2 separate regions of the Zea mays genome follow, and region 2 is linked to region 1. The links are chromatin contacts, called in public Hi-C maps. All regions are on one chromosome and are shown on one strand. Each heading gives the region's core, a stretch centred on a gene start, on an enhancer-like site or on the middle of the called end of the contact. The rest is flanking DNA. Distances are from core to core; before and after follow the strand shown.

What was found. A called contact is a pair of places that touch in the nucleus more often than the background predicts.
Region 2: a contact with region 1 is called in a Hi-C map of tassel, with 3 times the contacts expected there. The contact joins the promoter of LOC103632209 here to the promoter of LOC100285179 in region 1. A contact is called at or near these places in 4 of 25 Hi-C or Micro-C datasets (ear, endosperm, leaf and 1 more).

What each region holds. Positions count from the first base shown.
Region 1 is chr1:21,906,556-21,911,741 of Zm-B73-REFERENCE-NAM-5.0, forward strand. It overlaps LOC100285179, which reads right to left and starts at 3,249. Exons shown (of 4, transcript NM_001195985.1): 1 at 3,137-3,249; 2 at 520-589; 3 at 1-214. The coding sequence starts at 3,216.
Region 2 is chr1:22,447,069-22,452,254 of Zm-B73-REFERENCE-NAM-5.0, forward strand. It overlaps LOC103632209 (formin-like protein 8), which reads right to left and starts at 2,086. Exons shown (of 4, transcript XM_008654033.4): 1 at 263-2,086; 2 at 1-179. The coding sequence starts at 1,788. LOC103644495 reads left to right here and starts at 4,913. Exons shown (of 7, transcript XM_020541103.1): 1 at 4,913-5,032. The coding sequence starts at 4,913.

The DNA of each region.
Region 1 (5,186 bases), core at 1,999-4,498:
CAACAGTCTCATTCATCTCCAAGTACTCTGCAGCACAGCGGGCTGCAATCACATTGTAGGCATTGAGTGTGACAATCATGCCGTAGCAAAACTTGGCACAGACCCCAAAAGCCTTTGCGCCACCAGGAATATCATGGATGTGGATCTCAATATTTTCATCACCAGTGGTTGGAATCAACTTCTGAAAGCGAGCACACTTGGAGAGGAGCGGAAACTGCATGGTTGGAAAATGCAGATCAGAATAACAGTGATAAATATGCACTCTCAAGTGATTGTGCTATGCATAAAGAGAACCAAGAAACTAATCAAGTCGCTGGGATGTAAAACCCGAGATAACAACAATCAAATGACATATATGACAAAAAAGTTAATCAAGTGTCAACAAGAATCGGATTCATGGAGACAACTCTGGCAAGAAAGTGTAAATAAAAAAAATGATCTCCGACAGCACATGTATTTTGTACTATATAGTCTCACAAAGCAGCACTGTCATGTGAATGAAAACTACATCTCACTTACCTTGTGAAGGTAAAACTTTGTAGTCCCTATACGAACAGTGATGTCGCTCACCAATTCAGATGCCGCAATACTGCAAGAATAGACAGTTCCCATTAGTAGAGTGGAAAACAACAACAATACAAAAGAAACTCGATGCTTATAAATTGAAATAGAAACTTTGGATTATCGTTTTTCGATTTTGATTATCTTAATGAGCATTAGAAATTCTTACATCGTGCACCAGTAGGGACACTGTTAAATTGATAGAACAAAATGTGGTAAATACAGTACTAATTCAGATTACCATATGGAAATCAATTGTTACTATTGTTTACACAATTCGAGGGTGGAAATGGAGATCTATGGCATTGTATTACTGTAAAAGTAATTTGTCAGCATATGACGCTAAACATCTGGCTTTCCAAACTGAGGATGCTAATCTATACTGTTCCTAAACTGAAAAGCAATATCCAACCAAGCATTTGTCAAGACAATAATAATGCATGTTAACCTAAAAGAACCTTATTTACAACAATAGGCCAATACATGGAGGAAATTGACATGAAACTCTAAATGAAGAATCCTAGAATCAGTTCTAGCGCTTTGAGTTCCTCTTCTATTTGTTTCTCTCCGTAGTTATGACTAGTTTGCCCCCAAAAGTATGGTTCTCTTTGGTACCCATGCAGCTGTATCTTGAATTCTTGATATGAACCTAGGAAAAGCATAAACTCTCCTCTCTAACCAAGGCTGAAGGAAACCATAATGGGCAGTATCATGCAAGTATTTATTATAATATCTGAGTGGATTCAACAAGAACACATTGAAAAAAGCATCTTGGATAGCATGAACACTGAGGGAGGCTATAAACTCTGGAAATATATAATTTTGTAGGCACTAAAAGTTCGATGAAAGTATCATAGCTGTATTGGATTCATGGTGAATAGTGCTTAATACCTCCAGAGGATAAACTTAAGCATAAACCTACAGTGCCAACTACATAAAACACAATAACTCAGATCATTTCTAACTGAAATAAAAGAAAATCAGTCAGATTCTAAAGAACAACACGAGGGTTCAAAGGCAGCATTAAAGAAGCAAGGGAAAAGAAAGCAAAAGAAGCGATGGGTCACCTGACTTCATTCCCATCGTCCTGAAAGGTATCCGGATTCGATCCAAGCTTCATGAACTTCATCTTGAACAAGAAAGAAGAGCCGCGCAGCTTCACGCTCTTCTAGACCAAATGCTCACACGGAGACCAGACCACCACCACCACTACCAGTTGTAAGAAGCAAGAACTGCACAGCACAGCAGCACTATCCCATACTTGTCCGCAGCATCAACGGCAAACGGCCCAGAGCAGCGAAGTAGCAGTGCACAAGAACAAGTTGCTGCTGCGCCGAGAAGACCGAATATTACAACGTGCCGGAGCCCGGCCAGGAGAGAGATCGCTCGTACAACGAAACCAAACAAATAATGGGATCGGTTCAGACGCAGCAACAGCGCTCTCGTGCTTGAAGCGCACTCCAGCCCTCCCCCCCAACCTACTTATGCGGCCGGTGCCGCTGCTGCTATCGTAGGCAGTGAGGCCAGGAGGGGAGAGCAGGAGCACAAGTACCTCAGGAGAAGTAAACAATATGGAGTGAGAGAGAGGGGGGCAGTGAGCCAGAGGAGGGACACCCACAAAGCACAAAGCTGACACACCCCCACCTCCCCCTGCTGCTGCTTGTTTAATTGCGTGTCCTTGTTGATCTGGGAAAAAGATTAGTATAATAGGTATAATAGTTCCTTGCACCCTCCAGTCCAGCTCTCTTCACTCCCTCTTCTCATAAGAAAAAAATACTGCCAAGATTCAGAGGGGATCTTGCGTCCAATGCGTTGTCATATTATTAAGCAACTAGTAGTAGTCCACATTCCTCGCCACAGCGTACCGTTCCCCGAGTATGATCTCTCAACGGTCTCTGCGGCAGCAACGGCAAAAAAAAAAAAAAAAAAAAAAAAACAAACGTTAGTGGCACGGCACTGTGAGCAAGTTGAGGCAGGCAGGAGACACCGACCATCTGTTTTAAATGCGATACGGGGAGGAGGCAACGGAGAGACCAAGAACCACTTGCTCACTCTGGTTTGTGCGCTCGTGCGGGCGAATCTTATCGCCAGCACGCCAAGATCTCTCGCAGTTTTGTTGCCGCCGAGGCGAGGCCGGTGAGAACGACGAGGGAAAGAGTGGCGCACGCTGTCTCTAATACAGTATACTAGTACTACGTGGGGACTGGGGAGGGGAGGGGAGGGGAGAGGCCACACGCCAGAGGAGGCGAGTGAACAACAATAATAATAATAAACGAATCAGAAACCATCAACGACGGGCATGGGCAGGCTGCGCAAGCGCGTCACAACGTGAGAGCCATGAGGGCATGTGGGCGGCGGCATCGCATGGCATGGCATCGAGGGTTTATAGCAAACCAGAGGGAAGGCAACAAAACAGGCTAGTAGACAACAAGCAGGGCACGCAAGAACAAAGGCAAAGCGGAGGGCAGCATTCAGGCATGAGCCGAGAAAGAGCAGAACAGTGTGAGACCCACCCCAGCTCCCGAGCAATGGAGAGCCACTCTGCCCCCCCAACACCAAGAACGTAGTGCCCTACCCGGCACACCCGCCCGGGGAAGACGAGCCGGAGCCAGATGCGGCCACGCAAGTGTGTGCATGCGCCGGTCGCGTGCACATGCGGCTGTCCCTCTGCCCGCGCCCGCGCTCGTGGTTTGGGAGTTGGGACCGGGACTGGGGAGAAAGACGGTTGTTTGGCGAGGGAGGGCAATGAGCTAGCAGACCTCAGTGGGCTTGCAGGTGTCCTTCTCTCTCTCTCTCTCTCTCCTCCCATCGGCCCCCTCCAATGGCAGTGCTGCTGGACTCAGGAGGCGGCCCCCAGCATGCCACCCTCCTCTCCTCTCGAGCACCCACGCCGGTCGGCCGGCCAGCCACCTTCTGAAGCCGGAGAAGTGATGCAACAGCGAAACAGAAAGTGGAGGACTAGGAGGATCGATCGGTAAAGAAAGAAAGGAGCAAGAGCCCTCACCCTTTGACGGAAGATGCCAAGAAGAAGGAGGAGGAGGAGGCAGGGAGCAGCGAACCCTTTGATGGAATGGAAGGCTTTCCTGCTCGCCTTTGCCCTGTTTGCTCTCTAGTAGTAGTAGCTCGTTGCACTCTCCGCCCGCTTTGAATGAAGAGGGGAACTGAAAGCACGCACCCACCCTGCGTCCCTGCGCGCCACCCGCCACACCTAGCTTGCTTTCCTGCTGCAAGTGCAGGGTGGCCGGCCGGCAGTCCGTGTGTAATTGTATGCTACGCGGTACGGGTCTCCGTCTTTCCAGCTGCACGCACGCTACAGTACATGGAATGGAATGCGCAGAGGAGTAGCCAGCCGTGCACTCGTCTCCTTTGTCTGGTGCAATGCAATAGATTACACCAGCTGGTAGATCAGTTTGAACCCGAGGGGCGCCGGCGGGCCGGATTTGGGTGGGGTCTTAATTTCAAACCGTCTGGAACTCGTGTCTCCTTTGACGACGAGGATAGTTTTCCAGTCGTTCCTCCGCGTTCGATTCGATCCACAGATGAATCAGAAATGGAAGCATCTGCGCCAGCAGCTAAGCCCGCTGTGTTCGGTTCGGTTCGGTTCATTCAGAAGAAAGAGCTCGGCCGTGACGCGAAGGGGTACGGCCATGGAACAAGAGGAAAACACCGGCATGCACGCCTTTTCAGTTAATCAGGCCACGGTCGACATAAAACCAGGGGCGTCAAGACCTTAATCATCTCCGATCAAGAGGAAAACACCGGGCGGCATGCACGCCTCTGCCTCTGATAAAGCTACCCCGCCTTTCTTTTAAGGCGATCGAGGCGCGCCGAGAGATCTCTTTTGCGCACGGCACGCTCGCGGCGACCCCCGACGAAAGCGAGTGCCGCCGCCGTGGCCCCGACGACGCGTGTGCGCGCGTGACAGCAGGCAGACAGACGTCGCAAAGCGAGGCGCGGCGTGTGGTTTTCCGGCGTCGTCGGTGTGGGGGGCGTGTGGTTTTCCGGCCACTTTGACGGCATGCATGCATGCATGGCATGGCCGTGACCGTGAGCCGTGCGGGAGTGCGTACGTCGTGGGGCGAGGGCGGCCAGGTCACTAGGTCAGGCTCAGTCATGCGCGTAGTAGTCAGTGGTTTCCTAGCTTCATTATCTGCAGACAATGCATGCGCTAACGGGCAACGGCAGCAGGCTCGACCTCACCTGTGTCGCGGTCGCGGATGAATCGGACCTTGGGTGGGACCGGGCTCTCGTCTCCGTCTACCTCCACCTCCATCACTGTTTTAGATTAGGGATGTAGCTTTGGGAAGCACACAATATAGCAATAGCATTAATTGGGTAGCTACTAGTATGCATATAGCGAAATACTATGGGCGTAGTAGCCGGTACACGTAGCAGCGAAATAAAGTCAAAGACTATATATACCCCCCACAGTAGGGCTGCGAGATCGGTTTTCAACGTAACAGAACAGGCGCAGTGCACACAACGTCAGTGTGTGGCATGCGAGCACGTAGCCGTAGCTCATGATGACGGCCCCCGGCCCAGTATGTGTTATAAATAAATGCGACACAAATAAGATCAATCATAGAGAAGACACGGATTTAACGTGAAAAACCCCTCCAAAATGA
Region 2 (5,186 bases), core at 836-3,335, 540 kb after region 1:
CATCGCGTGTAACATTCAATGCACGGAGCAGGATGGCGATATTCTGTGCTTTCTTGGGGTCAAGAACCCTCTCCTCCTGCCTGAACGGTGGGACGGTAGTCTTCCTTCCCGCATCTCTCGGCGGCGCGGTTGGCGTTGAGTTATTCATGAACAATGCCTCGATCATGCCCTCATCCAACCTGAAAGAAATGCCTTCAACATCACGTATATTCACCAGCCATTAACAGCGCATGCAGTATGAACTATGAAGCAATATCTCAACTGGAATGAGCAGCTTGACTTCAGCTGGTCCCAGACCATGGCGCGGTCGGAGGTCGCCCGCACCTTATCCCAGTGCAGCGGCTTCAGCTTCGGCCGTGGCTCGTCGTTGCCAACGATACCGTCTGCCACGTAATCCTGTTTACGCATCGACGCGCTCCCGATACTATCCTCTGCCGTTGTCGCCGTGATCGGCATCGGCATGGCAATGCGGGGGCCCTCAGGTGGCAACGGCTTGAGCAACCGGCGCCGCGACGTCGGCTCGGAAGGGGAAGGCGGCTGCGCGGGCTTCAGGAGGGTATTAGATGGAATCATTGGTGGCGGCGGCGGCGGAGGAGGAGGTTTTGGAGCTGTCATAATAGACTTCGGCGGTGGCGGTGGAGGAGGTGGCGGCGGTGGTGCTTTGGATGGTTGCACCGATCGCGGGGACGGCGAGATTACCTGTTTGATGTCAGGGGTCGAGCCAGCAGAGAAGCGCGTGCGCGGGGGCGTACGACGGGACCGCGCAGGGGGTGGTGTCGGCGCAGCAATAGCCGTGACCGGAGGAAAGCAGTCGCTGGTGAGGCTGGGGAGGCTTCGGCGGGACGCGGTGGTGGTGGTGGGCGGGCTGGACGCGCTGGCCTCACTCCAGGTTTCGCCGCCAACCCCGCCGCCGCCGGAACCCCCGGAGCGCTGGCGCGGCGTGTAGTATGCATCGTCAGAGGAGCCCATTGTGGCCGCGCGGCGCAGCGGCGGGAGCGGCCGGAGCTCTGGGCTCAGGTTGTCGGTGGGCTCGTCGCGGCGCGCGCGCTCGCTGCGCAGCTTGCGGTACGGGGACCCAATGAGATCGGCGGCGGGGGACCCGTGGTGGCGGCCGGGCGTGGTGGGCTCCACCGTGCCGACGTAGAGGAAGTCAGCGGCCGAGGGCGCCGAGTGGTGGCGCGCGGACCCACGGTCGGGGCCGAGCAGCTTCTGCGAGTCCCCTCGGCGGCGCGCGCGGAGCGCGATGAGGAACGCGCACGCGAAGGCCAGCAGCGCGATGGCCGCGGTCGCGGCCGCCCCCGCCGCGACGATGGTCCCCTTGGCAGGGCCGCCGTGGTGGCCGCCATCACCAGACCCTGACGAGGCGCCGGCCGGGACGTTGGAGGCGACGGTGGTTGGCGAGGACGTCGTCGTCGTACCTCCGCCGCCAGCAGGGGCCACCGGTGGCGTGGGAGGGAAGAAGGCGCCAGGAGGTCCGTCCGGCGTCGCCGGGTCAGAGGAGAAGTCCGGCTGCGGCGATGGCGGCGGGGTCCACTCGATTGGGAACAATGGCTGGTGGAGCAGCCTCCTTGCCCCGCCTCCGCCGACATCGCCGGGCGACGACGCGGCGGCCGGCGAGAGACGGCAGCACAGCAGCAGCACGGTGCACGCTGGTAGCAGCATGACGGTAGTGGGAGGCATTGGCGGTGCAGCAGAAGGAGAAGGGGAAAAAAAAAAGTGAACCGAACGGCCGCGGCCTCGGCTTTCTACGGCGATAACATACAATGCTGCCCTCGGCGACAGTAACATACAATGAGGATAGAGGGAGCGAGCGTGGGAAGGGGAGTGGTGGATGCCGCCATTTTTGGTTCCGCCCGCGAGAGTGACATACAATGCTGCCTAGCCCTCGGCGGGGAAGATCAACCGTGCCGCTCACACGTGGCGCGGCAATCGGCTGCTTTCCGTTTGCTGTTTCCGTTCTTTTTTTTTCGTTGTTCTGTTTCTTCCCCTGACTTTCGCCACTTTGGATCTCACTCGCTCGGAAGAAAAGGAGATCCAATCATAAACTAAAGAAATTCCGGTTGTTCATACACGATTACAACCATGAACCGACGAAGGAAAGAAGGTTCATCGACACACTTTTGGTTGAAAAATGGAGATTTTATTTTGTTGCGGTGCCTTTGCAAATTCGGCATGCACTAAAAACAGGCGAAGGAAGGTTGGTGCTTTGTTCGTCGAGGAGGCAAGGAAATATTCCACACCGGGGCAACTAAACACACATGCTGAAAATGGTACCTGATTCTTTGCTTGCGAACAAAAGCTCGATGTGATCGATCTTCTGGGCAGAAAAAGGTCAGTCTAGTAATACCAGAGAGGTACAATGACGAGTGGGCCTGGTCCGGCTCGCTTGTTAGTTAGAATTCATTCCACTGACGTGTGGGGGCTCCGTGACAGTAGAAGGGCACGCCCATCCTGCTCCGGGCGTGCTGCGAGCCTGCGACTAGTACAATGCGACTGGCCGGTCCGCGAGCCGCCGCGACGAACAACTGATACAGCACGGAGAGCCGAGGACGAGGCAGATTTGTCCCGTGGTAGGCACGCAGCTGCTGTTCGACGCCGTCGCTTGCACGCCCATGCCTCAGCTGCTGTAGCTACCGCCGTTACTTTAGCAATGACACATGGCGTGAACCGCAATGATAAAAAAAAAAAAGCTGCGTCGCGCGAAAGCGGTGGTATTATTCGCGCGCGAAAGCAATGGTATTATATGTGTCGTTGATGCTAGTAAGGGTGCTCTCGCATCACATTGTATCATTCCACCTAGTTGGCCAGCAGGGATCTTGGACTGCTTTACTCGCTTTGCTAGTTAGTGATAGCTTGGCTTTAATCCAAAGTGTATTATACGGTGCTGATCTGGCCGGCCTGCTGGAGTGCTCCTCTCGCTCTCCGCTCGGAGATAGAGAGAGAGAGATTTGTTGCAGATGGTACAGGATAAAAATTCCTGTACCATCTTTGGTACGAGGAAGGCGACATAGGTGTCAAATACAGGTCAGGTCATCATTCAGGGAGAGCTCCCGCGAGTGTGAACATCTAACCAAATGTGGACTTTCTATCCTCTTTCATTTTTAGATAACGTAGAAAAATTTCCGGCTTTCCCCTCAAAAGAGGTTAGGGCCAACACAAATTGTTACATCACACTGCTCTATGAAGGGACATACCTCTTCATATAGCCACACATTAGCACACTAAAGGTTTTTGAAACTTAATAAAACCACTGAGATGATTACAAGGCAATCCTATTAGAAAACCTCCAACCAAAATTAACACAAAATTGCATGGCCACCGATTCCCGACGACGACATACATTCTTTATTAAAACTCCATCAGCTTCATCCTTTTGTAGCTAAGCCCAGAATCTAAGCCAGTGTGTACCTCTGAAAAGAACATGCAGATAAGTAAAACTTGAAACATTATTAAAAACTAAGTCATTCCTACTCATTCAAATAGTCCAGCAAAACACTGAGACACCTGTAATAATAAGACGTTTAGTTTTAAATCAATACCGGTGATCCACATAAATCTTATAAAAAACAAACAAACAAACTGGTTTCTTGTTTCTCTTAAAATTTCTTGCATTTTAAATGGGTCCCTAATCGGTAAAGGTCGTGGATTGCTACGTGTGTCGGCGTTTCTTTAGTAAGAGTATGCATCTAATAGTTACGGTAACGACGCAGACAGAAGAACATTGGCAAATCACAAGCCGCGAGGAGTAGGAGCTAGTAAGGCTTGCCGTACAGAAACGTCGGCGCTGGCTGGTCCTGGAGGCTGGAGCACAGCACACAGCAGGTGTACTCCTTCCTATATGCAGAGAGCTGCAGAGGTGCTGGCTGGAGCACGGAGTACATACAGATAGATACACGTCTTTGACTGCGACAAAATCCCACACATTCAATGCTGGGATCCGGGACCAGCGGACCAGACTTGTCCAATAAAAGACAACGACGAATGAATCGGAGTTGGGTGGCGAGTCGCTATCCTCTGTGGTGGTCTCTGCATTTTTGGGTTCAGCCATGCCTACTGTGAAGTGAAGCTATATGCTTAGGCCCCGTTTGGTTACCCTCTCCTAAAGTTTAGTGACTAAATTTTAGTTACTTTTAGTCACTAAACTAGCAAACAGGATGACTAAATGTCTTCTCCTAAACTTTAGTCCTTTAGTCACTAAGGGGTAGCTAAAAGTGACTAAACTTGGACTTTTACTGTTTGCCCCTCCTGTATTTCCCTTGGCTGGCGCCTGCTCCCCCTGGCTACTCCCCTCGCCTCGCAGGATCCGCCGATCCCCTCCAGTGGATCCGCCATCCCCTCCACTCGCGAGCCACTCGCCAGCGCCTCACTCGCCGTCCCCTACACTCGTCGTCCCCTCCAGTGGATCCGCCATCCCCTCCACTTGCGAGCCACTCGCCAGCGCCTCACTCGCCGTCCCCTCCACTCGCTGTCCCCTCCAGTGGATCCGCCATCCCCTGCACTCGCGAGCCACTCGCCAGCGCCTCACTCGCCAGCGCCTCCACTCGCCATCCCCTTGCCAGCTGCCGAGGTTGAAGGTCCACCCGAGATTCTCCACTCGTCGTCAACCAGGAGACACAGCAGGTTCATCTTCCCCCGCTGCCGAGGTCGATCCACTGTCGCCCCATATTCTATCATCGATTGAAGGTTCGCCCGAGATCCTCGCTATTGCTTCCTCCCCGTAGTAGTCTCCTACTCTTCAGCGACCACAACCATGGCAAACCAAGGGCAAGGGTATCGAGATTATTTCTCTCAAGCTGCATCTTCTTTGGCTGATCGCTCCTTCTCGCCTCCCCCCACAGCCCCCAACACCGATGAGCTAGGCCTCTTTTCCCAGTCGGTGGTGGGCCCCAGACCCTTGGCTCCTTTGGTGACCATGGAAAACCTAGACCTCAACTCTCATATTGACAGCTTCTCGTTCCTTGACACCTACTCGGGGTACATGCAGCCAGAAGGAGGTATCAGCGAGCAAGGGGTTCCTCCTGTGGCCCTGGTGGTACATCTCGCCACAGCGCATTCCATCCTCCTCGCCCTAACGAAAGTAGAAGCAAAAATAGCCATGGTCCTAACTCATTGAACAATGGAGCGGGATACAGCCGACAGTCATTTCAATCCGGTCCCCAGGTTCCTGCTCCAATGATTGGAGGCAG